Linked DNA regions of Sus scrofa: region 1 is linked to region 2. The links are chromatin contacts, called in public Hi-C maps. All regions are on one chromosome and are shown on one strand. The core of a region is the stretch at or near the end of the contact, and the rest is flanking DNA. Distances in the headings are between cores, read along the strand shown.

Region 1 (7,585 bases), core at 4,136-6,635, 250 kb after region 2:
ATGTATGACTGATTCACTTTGCTGTACACCTGAAACTTATACAACACTGTGAGTCAACCATATTCCAATAATAAATTTAAAAAATAAAAAATACGGAGTTCCCGTCGTGGCGCAGTGGTTAACGAATCCGACTAGGAACCATGAGGTTGTGGGTTCGGTCCCTGCCCTTGCTCAGTGGGTTAACGATCCGGCGTTGCCGTGAGCTGCGGTGTAGGTTGCAGACGCGGCTCGGATCCCACGTTGCTGTGGCTCTGGCGTAGGCCGGTGGCTACAGCTCCGATTCAACCCCTAGCCTGGGAACCTCCATATGCCGCTGGAGCGGCCCAAGAAATAGCAACAACAACAACAACAATAAAAAAATAAAAAATAAAAAAATAAAAAATACGTAATTAAATAATACATATTTTTAAGGATGAATGAAAAAACGCATGTCCAAAAATTAAAACTATACTTCTAGAGATACGAACCGAAGACAAATAATTGAAGTTATTTTTCAGAATCAATCAGATAAAATAGCTACTTTACACTGAGTCAGGTCCTTCCTTTCCCAAATAGCTATTTGGGCCTGAACAACCCATGTAATTATTTTAATTATCTCCTTTGTTCTAGCGGCAAAGACTTAGAATGAGGAAAATATTTTAGACTGAAAGTTTAGAAAGTAATGTCAGAAGGGAAAAGCCACAGACCTGGCTTCCCTCAGTCTGAACCGGAAAAATAATTCAGTAAGTCTCCAGCTCAGGAGAGTCTGCTGACCGCCTTCTCCACGTAGCCGGTGCACAGGGGCAAGACAGCACAGCAGCACACAGCGGCAGCACAAACCACTCCTAATAACAACGTCCCTTCCAAACAGGTACAGTGCAGGAGGGTAGCCCTCCTGGCAAGAGTTGTCTCTTACTTGAAGTCATTTGAAACCAAGTAGAGTTTATATCTAGGGATGACATCTCTTGGCATATTCCTCAAAGGGGAGCCGGCTGTGCTCCCAGCCACACCTTGGACCCTAAGCTGCTGTTTCCTTATGAAAATTTGCCACTTTTTCCTGGTCATTCCCACCCATACCATGCTCTGTCATCTCAAGAGATGAAACTCAGCTTCCCTAAACTGATCACCGGAAAAGAGATGTCAGACCTCAGTGATGCTGAACTCAGAGAAAGGGAGAGAAAAAGGAGAGTGACTTTTAACAACCTTCAGTATTTTCCCCTCTAGTTTTAACAGTTTTCTCTTCATAGCCCATCTCTCCATTATTCAGGATGAATGCAGAACACTGGGGGAGCCATTTCATGAATGCTCAGGCTTCTGGCCATTCAAAGTGATGAGGTAAAGGGGTTTGCTTGGGAATGCAGTGATTTAGGGGTAAGCGCAATAGCTCCCATCTGCTGAGTCTCAACCCCAACAATACTTTCAAAATTTGTCTCATATTAAGTCATCAGTAGAATGTCTCTTATGATATTGCTCCATTTGACAGAAAACCTACCATTATTCAGAAGCATCAGGGACTTAAACTCACATCTCATTGTCATAAATTCCAACACAGCCCTCAAGTTAGTCACACAGAGAAATACACTATGTATTGAATACAATCTTTTTTTTTTTTTTTTTTTTTGCTTGTTCGCTCGAACACAGAAGCTCATTTGTTTCACAAGTATAACATGATGGTTTTTATGGGGGAAGTGAAGAATAATTTATCAAGTGGGGGAGGAATGGAATTAGCTTGAATACAGAAGATTGAAATTGGGCCAGGACAATAGCCAAGTTAATGAAAAAAAATTCCATTTTGGACACCAAAAATTAAAAAGTGTCTCCTTGTAGAAGCTTATATTTTAGTGGCTATTTTTTCCTCTGTCAAAGGAGAAATATGTAAAAAGGTACTAAAGGACTATGTCACAAATAACATTTGCAGAGGCTGCATTGCATGCCTGGCCCTGTGCTAAACGTTCTCAGTGTTCTCCATTGCTCTGTGCTGGTCTGTACAACTGACTTCCCTCCACAACCCCCAAAAATGCCTGTCCCTTGACCCTCTCTTCAGCCTACAGGTGATCCCCAGTGGTGCAATGCACTTTCAGAAAAACAGACCCAGAAAGAGACCACTGAACAGATTGGAAATCAGCTTGGGCCATTGAGGAGGAAATTCTAGGGTTCCGGATGATGGCTAAGAGGCAGGGTAGGGGCGCCCTTGACCTGCACCCTCCTCAATCCAATGCCCAGAGGCCAGGACAGGCATTTCTTTTTTTTCTTTCTTTTTTTTTTTTTTTTTTTGGTCTTTTGTCCTTTTAGGGCCGCACCTGTGGCATATGGAGGTTCCCAGGCTAGGGGTCTAATCAGAACTGTAGCCGCTGGCCTGCACAAGAACCACAGCAACGCTGGATCCGAGCCACGTCTGCGACCTACACCATGGCTCATGGCAATGCCGGATCCCTAACCCACTGACTGAGGCCAGGGATCGAACCTGCAACCTCATGGTTCCTCATCGGATTCATTTCTGCTGTGCCACAACAGGAACTCCAGGACAGGCATTTATTTCTAAGATGTGAAACCTATGCAGAGCCCCAGCGGCCTTTCCACCTCCTGCCTTGGTCTAAGGCTGGTACTACCAACCTAGGCCTAACGCAGCTTATACCCTTAACCCTGGGGCAAACGGCTTCACAGGACACAACTGGTATTCAAGGATTGCTACCTGGGGGAGTGGTTGCATGAGAATGGGGACCTATCCTTTTGAAGTTTATTAGAAAAAGACTTGTATTTTACCTGTGGACAAAAACAAAAAAGATGTTGGGCTGAAGGCACCAAAAAGCTCTGGTCATCAGCAGTTTTCATGCCTGTGACATCTGCTCGGATTCTCCTCGAGGCAGCCATGCCGGCTTAGCTGTCAGGAAAGACATGTTTCCCAGGGAACAGGCTCCACCACAGTTCAGGACCCAGCATTCTGCACACGACAATTCATCTTAAGCAGCCCAGCGGCAGTGCTGGGTTATGTGGCCTAACCTTGTGATGCTTTTAGGGGTAGACCAAGAAGAAAATAAAGGAATGGAAAGTCAATCTCATCAGCATCAAAACTGTCGCAGGACGGCCTCCTGGTAACAGGTTAAGGTGTTGTTCATTTGTATTTGTTTCATTAAAAAAACTCTAAGAGTAAGGGAAGTGGAGATTTAGATTCTTTATTAGTCCATACAACAGAAGAAAAAGTTTTTTAGAAAATATATTTTTTCTTTTATGATTACAAAAAACCAACATACACTCTTGGTGAATAATTTTGAAAATGTAGAACTATGCTATGAAAAATCAATCATATCCCCTCTGATCAAACAATGGCCATTAGTATTTTATCACACTTTTATAATCCAAAATCATTAACAGTTACTTAATTACAGCTTCTCTTTTCACTTAATGTTTAAGCAAGCATTCTCCTACATCACTAAGAATCCTTAGATACATTAATAATTTTAATAGCTATATAGTATCCCCTCATATAGATTTATTTAGGGTTAACTATTTACTTAATTAACTCTGTCATTCTCATGTTATTTAGGAGCTTTATTTTTTCCTATTATTTGTTTTAGCTTTTATTTTGGTTTTGATGAATAATATCGTATTTTCTTATTTTGGCTTTAACATGATAACATGTGTGAATCTATCAAATATTTAAACACAAAATACATTTGAACAAGTAGAGTAACTGGGTCAAAGGTCAAATTATTATTTAAGTTCTGCTAGGTCAAGGGATTCAGTTTATACCCCGGTTCTTATCCCACCTCTCCTACCAGCGTGACGCACTGCCATTTGTCTGAATATTTGATGACTAGTAAGTAAATGTGGCATCCCATTATTGTAATTTGTACTTATAAAGGAAGAAATTTCAATAAACAGAATTACACCAAATTTACTATTAAAATGTTTTAAAAGGTCATTTTATCTGATTGACAAAAATACTTCCTGACTTTCAATAAGTGATAAAGTCATAATAAATATCTCTGAATTTATGGAGTTCCCATCATGGCTCAGTGGTTAATAGACCGGACTAGCATCCATAAGAACGTGGGTTTGATCCCTGGCCTCACTCAGTGGGTTAAGGATCCAGGGTTGCTGTGAGCTGTGGTGTAGATCTCTCAGTCGAGGCTTGGATTCCACATTGCTATGGCTGTGGCATAGGCTGACAGCTCTGATTCAGCCCTTAGGCTGGGAACCTCCATATGCTGAGGGTGAGGCCCTAAAAAGACAAAAGACAAAAACCAAACCAAACCAAACCAAACATCTGAAATTTTTACTTTGTTCTTAAATATTTTATTGTTACTCTTTTTTTTTTTTTTTTTTTTTTTTTGCTTTTGCTTTTTAGGGCTGCACTTGCAGCATATGGAAGTTCCCAGGCTTGGGTTCGAATTGGAGCTACAGCTGCCAGCTTACACCATAGCCACAGCAGCTAGTGATCCAAGCTGCATCTGCGACCTACACCATAGTTTACGGCATCACTGGATCTTTAACCCACTGAGGGAAGCCAGGGATCAAACCCGCATCCTCATAGATACTAGTCGGATTTGTTTCTGATGCGCCACAACCGGAACTCCTTTATTGTTATTCTTAAAATCAGAGTTGTAGGTGTCCTTGGCCTGGTCTATAGAAAAGGCAGGCTTTGGGGTGCATGCCTAAAAACCGAAAGGAGGAGTTCCTGTTGTGGCTCAGGGGAAACTAATCCGACCTGGAACCATGAGGTTGCAGTTCTATCCTTGGTCTTGCTCAGTGGGTCAAAGATCCAGCCTTGCCATGAGCTGTGACATAGGTTGCAGATGTGGCTTGGATCTGGTCTTGCTGTAGTGTAGGCTGGCAACTGTAGCTCTGATTCCTAGCCTGGGAACCTCCATATGCCATGGGTGCAGCCCTAAAAAGCAAAATCAATCAATCAATAAATAATACCACAATGAGTTAAAACAATTCCATTTTCTTCCTGAACTCCCTTGTCTATTACCCCCAAATTCAACTTAAGAATCACAGTGACCTCTAGCACTAGCTGGAATTATTGCTTCTTAGAAGCTTATCATGAACTTTCATTTTTATTATACTTTCCATTCTCCCAAGTACTGCATGCCGTATGATTATTTTTCAAAACTCAAGCCTTATTTCTTGGTGGCGTTGATGAGGATTATGCCTTACCATTCAAGCTAACTGCATTTGGAAACAAACAAAAAAGCAAAAGTAAACAGGTATGAGGATGACCAGCTTGAAGGGAGACTCACTGGCTAGAAAAGCATCACCACACCAACTTCAGCAGGATGTGGGATTTTTGCCACTGACTTTTCTCTATTCATGGTCTCACTTGTGAACTGTTAGAAGCCAAAGGAGCTGGTTGGTGGTCTGTGTCTGTCCAGTCAATGCTGGGAAACTGTCAGGATTACAATGCTCCTTTGTTGGCCGGCTTGGCAGCGATACCAAGAGCTGAATGGGCCACAGAGACTGAACTAGTTATGACGACTGCCGGGTCCTCCCAAAAGACCAGAGGCCCTCCCCACTCTATGGCCTGGCCACCCTGGGCTGACAGTGTGGACATGGGATGTTCCTCTTCCTCCCATCAGCACTGCACCAAGTCGGCGAACGGAAAATGTTGGCTCCCTGGTGATCTAATTCAGTGGCAGTACCAATCTCGCTGGAAACTTGCAAAAAGAAAGCAGATAAGCAAGATAGAAAGTAAATCCTGAAAATGCTATGGTGTAATGATGTGCTAATCTCTCCCACTGAAATTGCATGGGGATTTGGGGGGATGGAGAGTAAAGGATTAAAAAAATGAACTCAGAAAAAAACAAAAAGAAGCTCCACTATGATGATACTCACAGGGAAAATCCAATCTGACCAATTTAGGTCATAATAATTTTTATGTTAGCTTTTGACAAGTCACATGTCTCAGAGCCCCAATTTTCAGATTTAGATGCATCCCCCAATGATAGAGAGATGGAAACGGAAGATTATGAAGCAGGTAGGACAAAACGATTACTGAACAAAAAATGAGTGGTTTCCTAACAGCTTTCTGCTAACCCAGACTCCTGGTTCTATTTAAGAAGTTCATTGCCTTTGAAAATACACAGGGTCTTTTCAATAGCAAAAGATCAAATGATGTTAATCAGGCAGTGGGGCTAAATCCTTTAATGCAGCTGTCTCTTTACATTATAAACATTCCAGATATATAAGCAGGAATGATTTTTATCTTAGCTTGTTTTTTCTTCTTTTCCCCTCTCTTTAAATTTTAGGTTTTGCCAATCAGTGCAGAATATACTTTCTCTTTCTCCTTTCTAATCCTCATCAAGGGACAATCTGTTGTGCTTTAGAACCAAGGAAGACAAGAGGATGGGGGAATAAGTGCATTATTCATCTCTCCATTCCCTACTCCATGTCCTTCTCCCTCTGGGCCGGGAGAGGGACTATGTTTTATTAGAAAAGCCTTATCCACAATGCAGCTCACAACGTTCAGCTAATGCGTTTGGCCTGACGGGTTCAGTTCCGCTTACCACAGAGACAGTTGCATTCACAGCTACTACCAACCTCTTTTTTTTTTTTTTTTTGGATACAATCTTTACTTCAAAAAGATAATAATGATAATAATTATAACTGATAATAATACAGTATGAATTCTGTGGCGTGTCTAGCCTAAAGAAGAATTGATTGGGGTAGAGAGAAGGGTGGTGATAGTTGCCTTCAGATATATAACTTGCCATCCTGTTGACATAGATTGGACTTCTATAGACATAAGAGCCACCCAGGAGTGATTCTTACGTGGGGGTGTGATGGTGAGTAGAATCCCTTAGGGACTTCAAATTACATCTCTGCTGAGATGCCAATGTGCCTGCAAAGAAAGCTTCTACTGAGAGTTTGGCCCGTTTCTTAGGAGTGCTAGTATGAAAAAAACTGAGATGTATCAGATTGAACTATAAATTTCACCAAATCAGTTGAACTATATGTAATCTCTTCATCTTTTTACTCCTAAAGCCCAAACAGGGCCTGACATGTGGCAGAAGCTCAAAAATGCTTTTTGAAGTATTGTTTTGTTGATGTATTAAAAAAAAAAACCTTGGAGTTCCCGTTGTGGCTCAGTGGGTTAAGAACCTGACCAGTATCCATGAGGATGCGGGTTTGTTCCCTGGCCTTGCTCAATGGGTTAAGGATCCAGCATTGCTGTGAGCTGTGGTATAGGCCAGCAGGTGCAACTCTGATTCAACCGCTAGCCTGGGAACTTCCATATGCCATGGGTGTGGCCCTAAAAAGACAAAAGCAAAACAAAACAAGAAAACTTCAGGGAAGCAGATTTCACATTAATGAAAGTGGAATGATCTAATAAGAAGGACACTCCAAGTTGGATGAGACAGTGAGCACTCCATTTTTGGAGAAGTTCAAATATAAACTGGGGGTGCTGTTACACAAGCTGGGGAGTTGACCCAGTTTAAGGCTAAAAGAGTGGCAACCCACTTAGCTCCAGGCCAAGGAAAAATTCCAACACTTTCTACTTCACGACCATGAAGAGATTCATTATTCAAAGGATATAAAAAGATGCATCCTGTACCCCCATCAGTTTAAGCCCAGGGCCAAATCCTTGTGCCGGGCTTTCTGGGAG
Region 2 (7,263 bases), core at 1,979-4,478:
AGAAAACATTCAGTGACATTTTTACAAGAGACCTTAGGGCTTTCTTTCTGATGCGTATTTTTTAAAAAGAAAAAATAAACAAGACTGTAGACTCTGGGTCTGAATCGGCCTCTTGGAAGAAGACAGCTCTGGGAGATTCAAGGGTGAGCATCCCTGATGCTGCAGTGGACAGCAGCCCTGCTTAAAACCCAGGGCCCTAGGCTCTGGCTCCACACTTTCAAGTTGTGGGAATCTTGTGTGTTTATGGAATCTCTGCTTTCCTCCCTCTAGATAGAGCAGCATTGAGGCAAGGCTGGTTCCGTCACTGAAGCAATTAATTTCATCCAGCTCAGTTTTCTCATCTGCAAATGACATCAAATTTATGTCAGGAGCTTGATTTAAAAAACAACTGGCCTAGCACTTTATAGATGATATTTTTATATGAAATTTTGCACCAGCTACACTTGGGGACTGGGCTCCAGCATTATTTTCAGGTCACTGTGGTATCCTAGGGAAATATTTTATTCTACAGGTTGTGATCCTGGAATCATGTTCAAAGCTTCGGGCAGGGGAACAGAGCAAATGCAAAGGATGCAGATGCCTCCAAAGTGAGGGACAGGCAAAAACAAAGCCCACCCAGGTCTGAGATTAAGAGGGAGAGACAAAGTGGTCAATTCAAGAAAAACAGACCATGCATTTCTAAATTATAATCTGGGTATGCAAAAAAATAAATACATAAATAAAAATCTTGAGATTATCTTCTGTGCTAAAAAGGCAATGTGTTAGAGTATGTGCTTTTTTTGCGTGCAGTATGTGGAATTTAGAATATAAGAAGGGAAGGTAAGAGTCTTTAAATAGTCTTCATGTCTTAGTGTGGGCACATTGCGACTATTTCTGGGCTTCACAACTTGAGAGAAATAAAACTTGGAGGGTCTTCAAAGGTGATTTAAAGGATGGAAAATAAATCTTTGGAAGAAAGGATTAAGGAATGGGCATGAATTTAAAGGAAAATGAAAGGAAAAGCCCTTTGAACATGAACGTATTTAAATAATTTTAAAGAACTCATTTAGCTTTTTGGTCCAGATTATTTCATGGAGAATTTCTATTCAATAGAAGATCACTAATGTGTTACAATATTTCCATAACCAAAGTGTGAGTAACCAAACACAGAAAATGAATTAAAGTTAGTTCCAGAGGTACTAACTATGGTTGTGTATTAGTTATTTGTGTAGAATGTGGAATTTGCAACCTTGTAGTTAAAGTATGTTTATACTACGGTATCTGTTTGATTGTTGGGTCTGCTCTTCTACAGGTATGTTATGTTCAGATACTCTGTCGGGTTAACTTCTCTATGTGTTAGTACTGATCTACAACAGACCAGTAGAAGAATAATTCAGAAATTTACTTTCCAAAAAATCTTTATGACATGTTGAGAAACAGCTCAGCTCTAAGAATTAGTTTGATGAAGCAAGTATCCAATAGAATTAAAATTAGTTTTATGCGGGAGTTCCCGTTGTGGTGCAGTGGTTAACGAACCCGACTAGGAACCATGAGGTTGCGGGTTCGATCCCTGCCCTTGCTCAGTGGGTTAACGATCCGGCGTTGCCGTGAGCTGTGGTGTAGGTTGCAGACGCGGCTCGGATCCCGCGTGGCTGTGGCTCTGGCGTAGGCCGGTGGCTACAGCTCCGATTCGACCCCTAGCCTGGGAACCTCCACATGCCGCGAGAGCGGCCCAAGAAAATGGCAAAAAGACAAAAAAAAAAAAAAATTAGTTTTATGCAATACAGCCAAGATGGATGGAGGATGCTGTATGTATGTAAGGGTCTAAGAGTGAATCTTGGTTCCTGGCCCTTGGCCTTGGGCAAGGTGTTTAAAATTCTCTGTATCTTAGAATTATCATCTGTGTCATAAGAATCACCATATAAATCTGTGATGTTATTCTTGGCTAATGAAATAAAGCTTCTGATAGGATTGCTGCAAGAATTAAATGAGTTAATTCATGTAAAGTATTTCAGGATTGCCTTGCATTCAGTAAGCTCATAATAAATATTGGGTATTTTTGTTGTTGTTGTTATCATTTAAGAAGGAATCTAACACAATGCCCAGCACATAGTAGGAACTCAAAAGTATTAGTTAAATCTAAATCTAATAAACAGATTAAAAAGAAATAGAGGGGTTCCTCAACACAGAAATACAAGTATTAAAAGGAATGTTTTAGAAATAATGCTCATAGCATACTCTCACCTGCTGGGGGCTGTTATCATGGAGACTAATGCGCCCGTCCAGTCTGGTGCATAGCATGGAGGAATCCGAGTTCATTTGTTTTTGCTCATATAGGAACTATGAGCATTCCTAGTCATGGCTTGATAGATCACCTGAGGCCATTGGTCTCTGAGGATGGCAGAATGAACTTCCAGGGTGGGTTTCCCAAGAACTCCTTGCACATTAGCAACTGAGTGGATACTTTCCCAATACAAAAGGGCAACTAACATTTGGGCAGCCTGCCTCTCTGTCCAGCTGGATATAAACTGACCTTCTGAATCTAAATGTATTAAGTAGAAGGGACAGGAATAGTAGAAATACAAAAAGCCTGCCTCAAAAAAAAAAAAAAAGTATTTGAACTTAAAGACACTGAAAACATGAAAACTAGCAAACCTAAGAGATGACTCCAATAATTTCCCCAGTTCTGATTTGTCATTCAAGTAGATATTTTTGGATCTGCATTATGCATCAGACCAAACATCTATCTTATTTTGGAAGAAAAAAAAAAAGATTTAAAAAAGAAAGGATGGGACAGCAAATTCATGATCTTTCTGCAGAAATGCTAATCACTTGAATAACATTTGAGAAAGAGCAAGCCGAGATAATGAGAGATAATCAGCAACACAAAAAGTCAGCTCGAGAATTTGCTCCTTTAACCCTGTACCCAGAACTGGAGAGATTTCTCATTAAAAATTGTTTCCAAAGTGCCATTGCCATCCTTCCAGCAAGCCAGGGGAAGAGAGAACAAAAATTGTAGGTGGGGCCTGTGGGTTTCCAGTCTATAACAAAGTTTCTTTTGCCCTGCTTTAGGATTAACCTTCCCCAGTGCTGAGAGCAAGGCCTGTAATGTATTTTTAAGCTTCCTACTCCCACAACCATAATAAAAAGAACCACACCAAAATGTCAGGACAAACAGTAGATAACAGAAAGCACTCCCGTCAATCATTTGCATTTTGGTTGGCTTCCAAGTCTTGTCTAGGTCATATTATGACTCCTTTATTAGTGTTGAAGGTCACCAGGAGACAGGCAAGTGCATCCTATATCAGGAAGTGTAGTGAGCCTCAGGAGTGAGATATTTGGCTTTAGTAGGCATTGTGGCTGTGACTCGGAAATCCAGGGAAATGAGTTAAGCTCAGTCAGACTCCAGGCGCCGTGCTGCCTCACAGCAGATAGAAAGAAGTAGAATAATAGAAGCTTTCCTGCCATTCTCCACATTGGGTTGAATTCCGGTCAGCCCTTCCAGTTGAGTTTCTGGAGGCTGATTTCTATTCAGCCCCCGTACTGCAGGCTGTAACTCATGGGACAGGACTCCAGGGAAAGGCTGGCCCCAAGTTTAGGCTGGATGATGCCAGGGCCACCCTCCTGCAGGAAGACAGATTAAGGGGCAAGTGTACCCATTTAGTGGGTGAGTGCAAAATTTACTGCCTACATTAGGCTCCCAGAGAAATGATGGCCTGGCCGATTTAGACTTGGAAACCACACATGAACTCAAATACATTTCCACACGCTCTCTGACGTGGTGATTGACCACATCTGCTTAACTCTAACGGAGAAGGAAAGAAAGGCAGCAATCGCCATCTCCTCCACCCACGGGGAGCCTATGTCCTGGTAAGATAAGCTCTCAGCTCGTCTGGTATGAGCTAGGCTCATTCTATTCAGAGTACGATTCCTACTTTAGGTCCTAAAACTTCAGATGACCTCATTGCCATAGGTCTCGGTAGCCTGAAAACGTTTCCTTTAAGGTATGATAGTAAAATGCAGTTGTTAAAGAGACATGGAAAAGCTAGCAAAAGTAAGAAAGGAAGCTTTCTCTTTCTATCAGCTGATAAAAGTAAATATCACAAAGGCGAAGTTGCCAGAAATGGATTACTACCTTCTCACATTAAGACCTAAAAGCATCAGTAAAATATTCAACATGCAGAACGTTGTGAGGTAATTCTTCACTGTGATACTTGCAGTACTAGAGTTTATATAAATGGTCATACATTTGATCTTCGATGTTGCAAAGAGGAATGATTTTAAGCTGAGGAAACGTTTTTAAGAAAAAGCAAGAAGTACTTGTGACTCAGGCTTGGGGAGCCCTTTACCTCCTCTCTGCTTTGCCTCCATGTGCATTTTTTTTTTTTTTTTTTTTTTTTTGGTATGTTAGCATTGAAGTTTTCAGAAGCTTAAATATAGAACCCTTAAAAAAAAAAAAAGAAGGGAGTTCCTGTCGTGGCACAGTGGTTAAAGAATCCGACTAGGAACGATGAGGTTGCGGGTTCAGTCCCTGGCCTTGCTCAGAGGGTTAAGGATCTGGCGTTGCTGTGAGCTGTGGTGTATGTAGGTCACAGACACAGCTCGGATCCTGCATTGCTGTGGCTCTGGCATAGGCCGGCGGCTTCAGCTCCGATCAGACCCCTAGCCTGGGAACTTCCATATGCCAAGGGAGTGGCCCTAGAAAAGGCAAAATGACAAAAAAAAAAAAAAAGAATTTTTCTGGTTAGTTGACCTCTTTTAATGTTGACCTCTCATCACCCTCCTCCATCTCTCCAGGATGTTTCTCTGCAGTTCTCTGCAGGGTGGGGCTCTGTGCTAGCTGGCAGATGCTCTTTTATTAACTAAACAGAGTTCATTGACAGACATAGATCAGTATAAGTTTTCTTTGTCTCCTCTGAATTCCAAAATGCCATCCAAAGGTCAATAGGAAAACTAACAGAACTACAGTCCACAAATCAAAACAAGAGGGCCGTCAGCAAAATTTATTGATAGATGCCTTGGGGATGAAACTGGGTTCCCCAAAGTCATCTGTGACTTTGCAATCTGTTGACCTCTGCAGCTCTGCTTATTTGCCATTGACATCATTTGTTGTTTCACAAGGGCACAGTGCCAGTAGTGAGAGGACCCTGAGCTGTCAGCTTTCAGTGGGCAGGGAATACATGTGTAGCTCTTGCAAGGACAGGCTTGCCTTTGAAAGCCCCAGGGTCTAGCAGGGTGTCTGACACAAGCAAGATGATCAGCAAAGTTTACTGAGAGACTGATGAGTGGAGAAGCCGACTAAGGCCATATGTCACTAACATTACAAAGAAAGAACAAATACAGAAATAAAACAGTTTACACTTGCAGATGTAAGGGGAGTCGAGATTACATGATCTTCAAGACCAATTCCAGTGCTAAATCTGAAATGCTTTTTTTTTGGAAATAATAGACTGAATTTTCTTCTCATTGTGGATATTTAAGTAAGCATTCTGAGATCTTCTTTTGAAGGACTTGAGAAGATGGTAGAAAGTTCTCTACTGGTAGGATTTGCAAGGGCCTGAGCAGTGGATGGTGTCACTGTCCTGATACATGGGGCTTACCGAATTGAGAGCTTGTTTGGAAGGAATCATAAAGAGACTGCATGCATGATGAGAACGCTGGTCTGGGGGCCCGTTTATGTCTGCTTGTGCTACAGGCATGGGAGTGGCTGTGGTGTCATGTGTGAATGCTAGATGAAAGAAGTTTCAGAGCTCTGCTCCCAGCGCCTAGGGACATCCACTGTGGACACAGACCTCAGGCGAGGGGACAGTGCAGAGTGTGTGGTCATGCCTCCTGAGCAGTTGAGGCCCTTGGAGCATGCATAGCCCCCAGCAACCTGCTGCCCCAGGCCTTGTATTTTATCCCACTCCAAAATCATGACAATGGAGGGCTGAAAGCTCTGACATTTGGTCATTTGAAAGTACGGCAGGTAAATAAAAACACAACTTCTTGATTATGGCCAGTGCTGTGGAGGGGCAGATAGGCTGGGGGTGGGGGAATTGTGATAATGACCTAAAACCCCACAAGTCGTTCTGGACATCAAACATCAATTACCAAGTACCACTTTGATGAGTTAAGAGTAAGTGAATCAGAACCAGATGGATTAAATTCTCCTTGAAATACACCCAGATTAAAAATTGAGAAGTAGTGCTAGACACATTGCACTGTTTCAAATGCTAGCCAGAACACTTGAAACAAAATTCACTAGAGATATTTGAAAATGAAGCGCCTGTGCACCCACGTATAGATTCTAAATCATGTTTTGGCTGCAAACCTAGTTGGAGAAGTTCTTGTGTGTATGAAATATAAAGATGTTTACCGGAAAACCAAGAGTGGGCAAAAGAGTCAAAATTCTTTCAGTGTGTATTGCATTTACTTGCTTAGGTAAATCAGTTAATGTGAAATTCCATAGAAAATGTTTATCAAGTTAACAGTGGATAAACATGGAGAGTTGCATGTGTATGCATACAGACTGGCCCAGGCACTTAATTAAAGACATTTGATCATGTTTGACAGGTCTCAATAGGTACTTAAAATGTGCACACGCACGCAAAGGCATCCACAGGTCCACGTGATGCGTCCTGACCCTGATGTGTTGATCGGCCCTTCAGAGCGTTGCTTTTCTTAGTGATTACTCACTGACACATGACCCTCCACACTGCCTGTCTCTCTTGTGACAGCAGGCAGGGCTGAACAGCAGGCTTCTCAAGCACGAGCCTGGCATCTCAGTGCCCTCTGGCTTCCACACACAGGCTGCTGAATAAACAAACAAGGGGTTCCAATTTTATTGAACCTAGTAGCCTCAGTGGTGTTTCTGCAGTAGAATTTGCTCTGTTTATATACTCACAAGGCTCCCTTAGGAGTATTTGAACCAAAGGGTTTGGATTCCCAGAAAGTCTGTAAAGAGATAGTGATTCTTGCCTTATTAGTCCGATGCACAAAATATCAGTTTATACATGGGTATGCCACTAAAAGCTCATGCAACAAAAGAAGAAAATAGATAAACTGAACTACATCAAAATTAAAAACTCTTTGAATTAAAGGACACAATCAACAGAGTGGAAAGGCAATCCACAGAGTGGGAGAAAATATTTGCAAACCATATATCTGATAAGTTTGAATCAGAAATATACAAAGAACTATGACTCAACAACAGAAGAAACTCAAGCAATCTGATTTAGAAATGGACAAAGGTCTTGAGCAGACATTTCTTTGAAGAAGATATGCAAATGGCCAACAAGCACA

What was found. A called contact is a pair of places that touch in the nucleus more often than the background predicts.
Region 1: a contact with region 2 is called in a Hi-C map of heart right ventricle, with 5 times the contacts expected there. The contact joins two enhancer-like sites. A contact is called at or near these places in 4 of 47 Hi-C or Micro-C datasets (embryonic fibroblasts, epiblast stem cells, fetal heart ventricle and 1 more).

Annotation. Positions count from the first base shown.
Region 1 is chr1:37,618,561-37,626,145 of Sscrofa11.1, forward strand. No RefSeq gene overlaps it. Among named protein-coding and RNA genes, the nearest start is that of HDDC2, 18 kb to the right of the region's middle. Within about 2 kb of position 5,386, at least 12 of the 83 cell types and tissues checked have an H3K27ac peak or open chromatin away from gene starts, as enhancers often do.
Region 2 is chr1:37,368,248-37,375,510 of Sscrofa11.1, forward strand. All of the region lies in intron 3 of LOC110260189 (a long non-coding RNA gene), which reads left to right. Among named protein-coding and RNA genes, the nearest start is that of HEY2, 140 kb to the left of the region's middle. Within about 2 kb of position 3,229, at least 6 of the 83 cell types and tissues checked have an H3K27ac peak or open chromatin away from gene starts, as enhancers often do.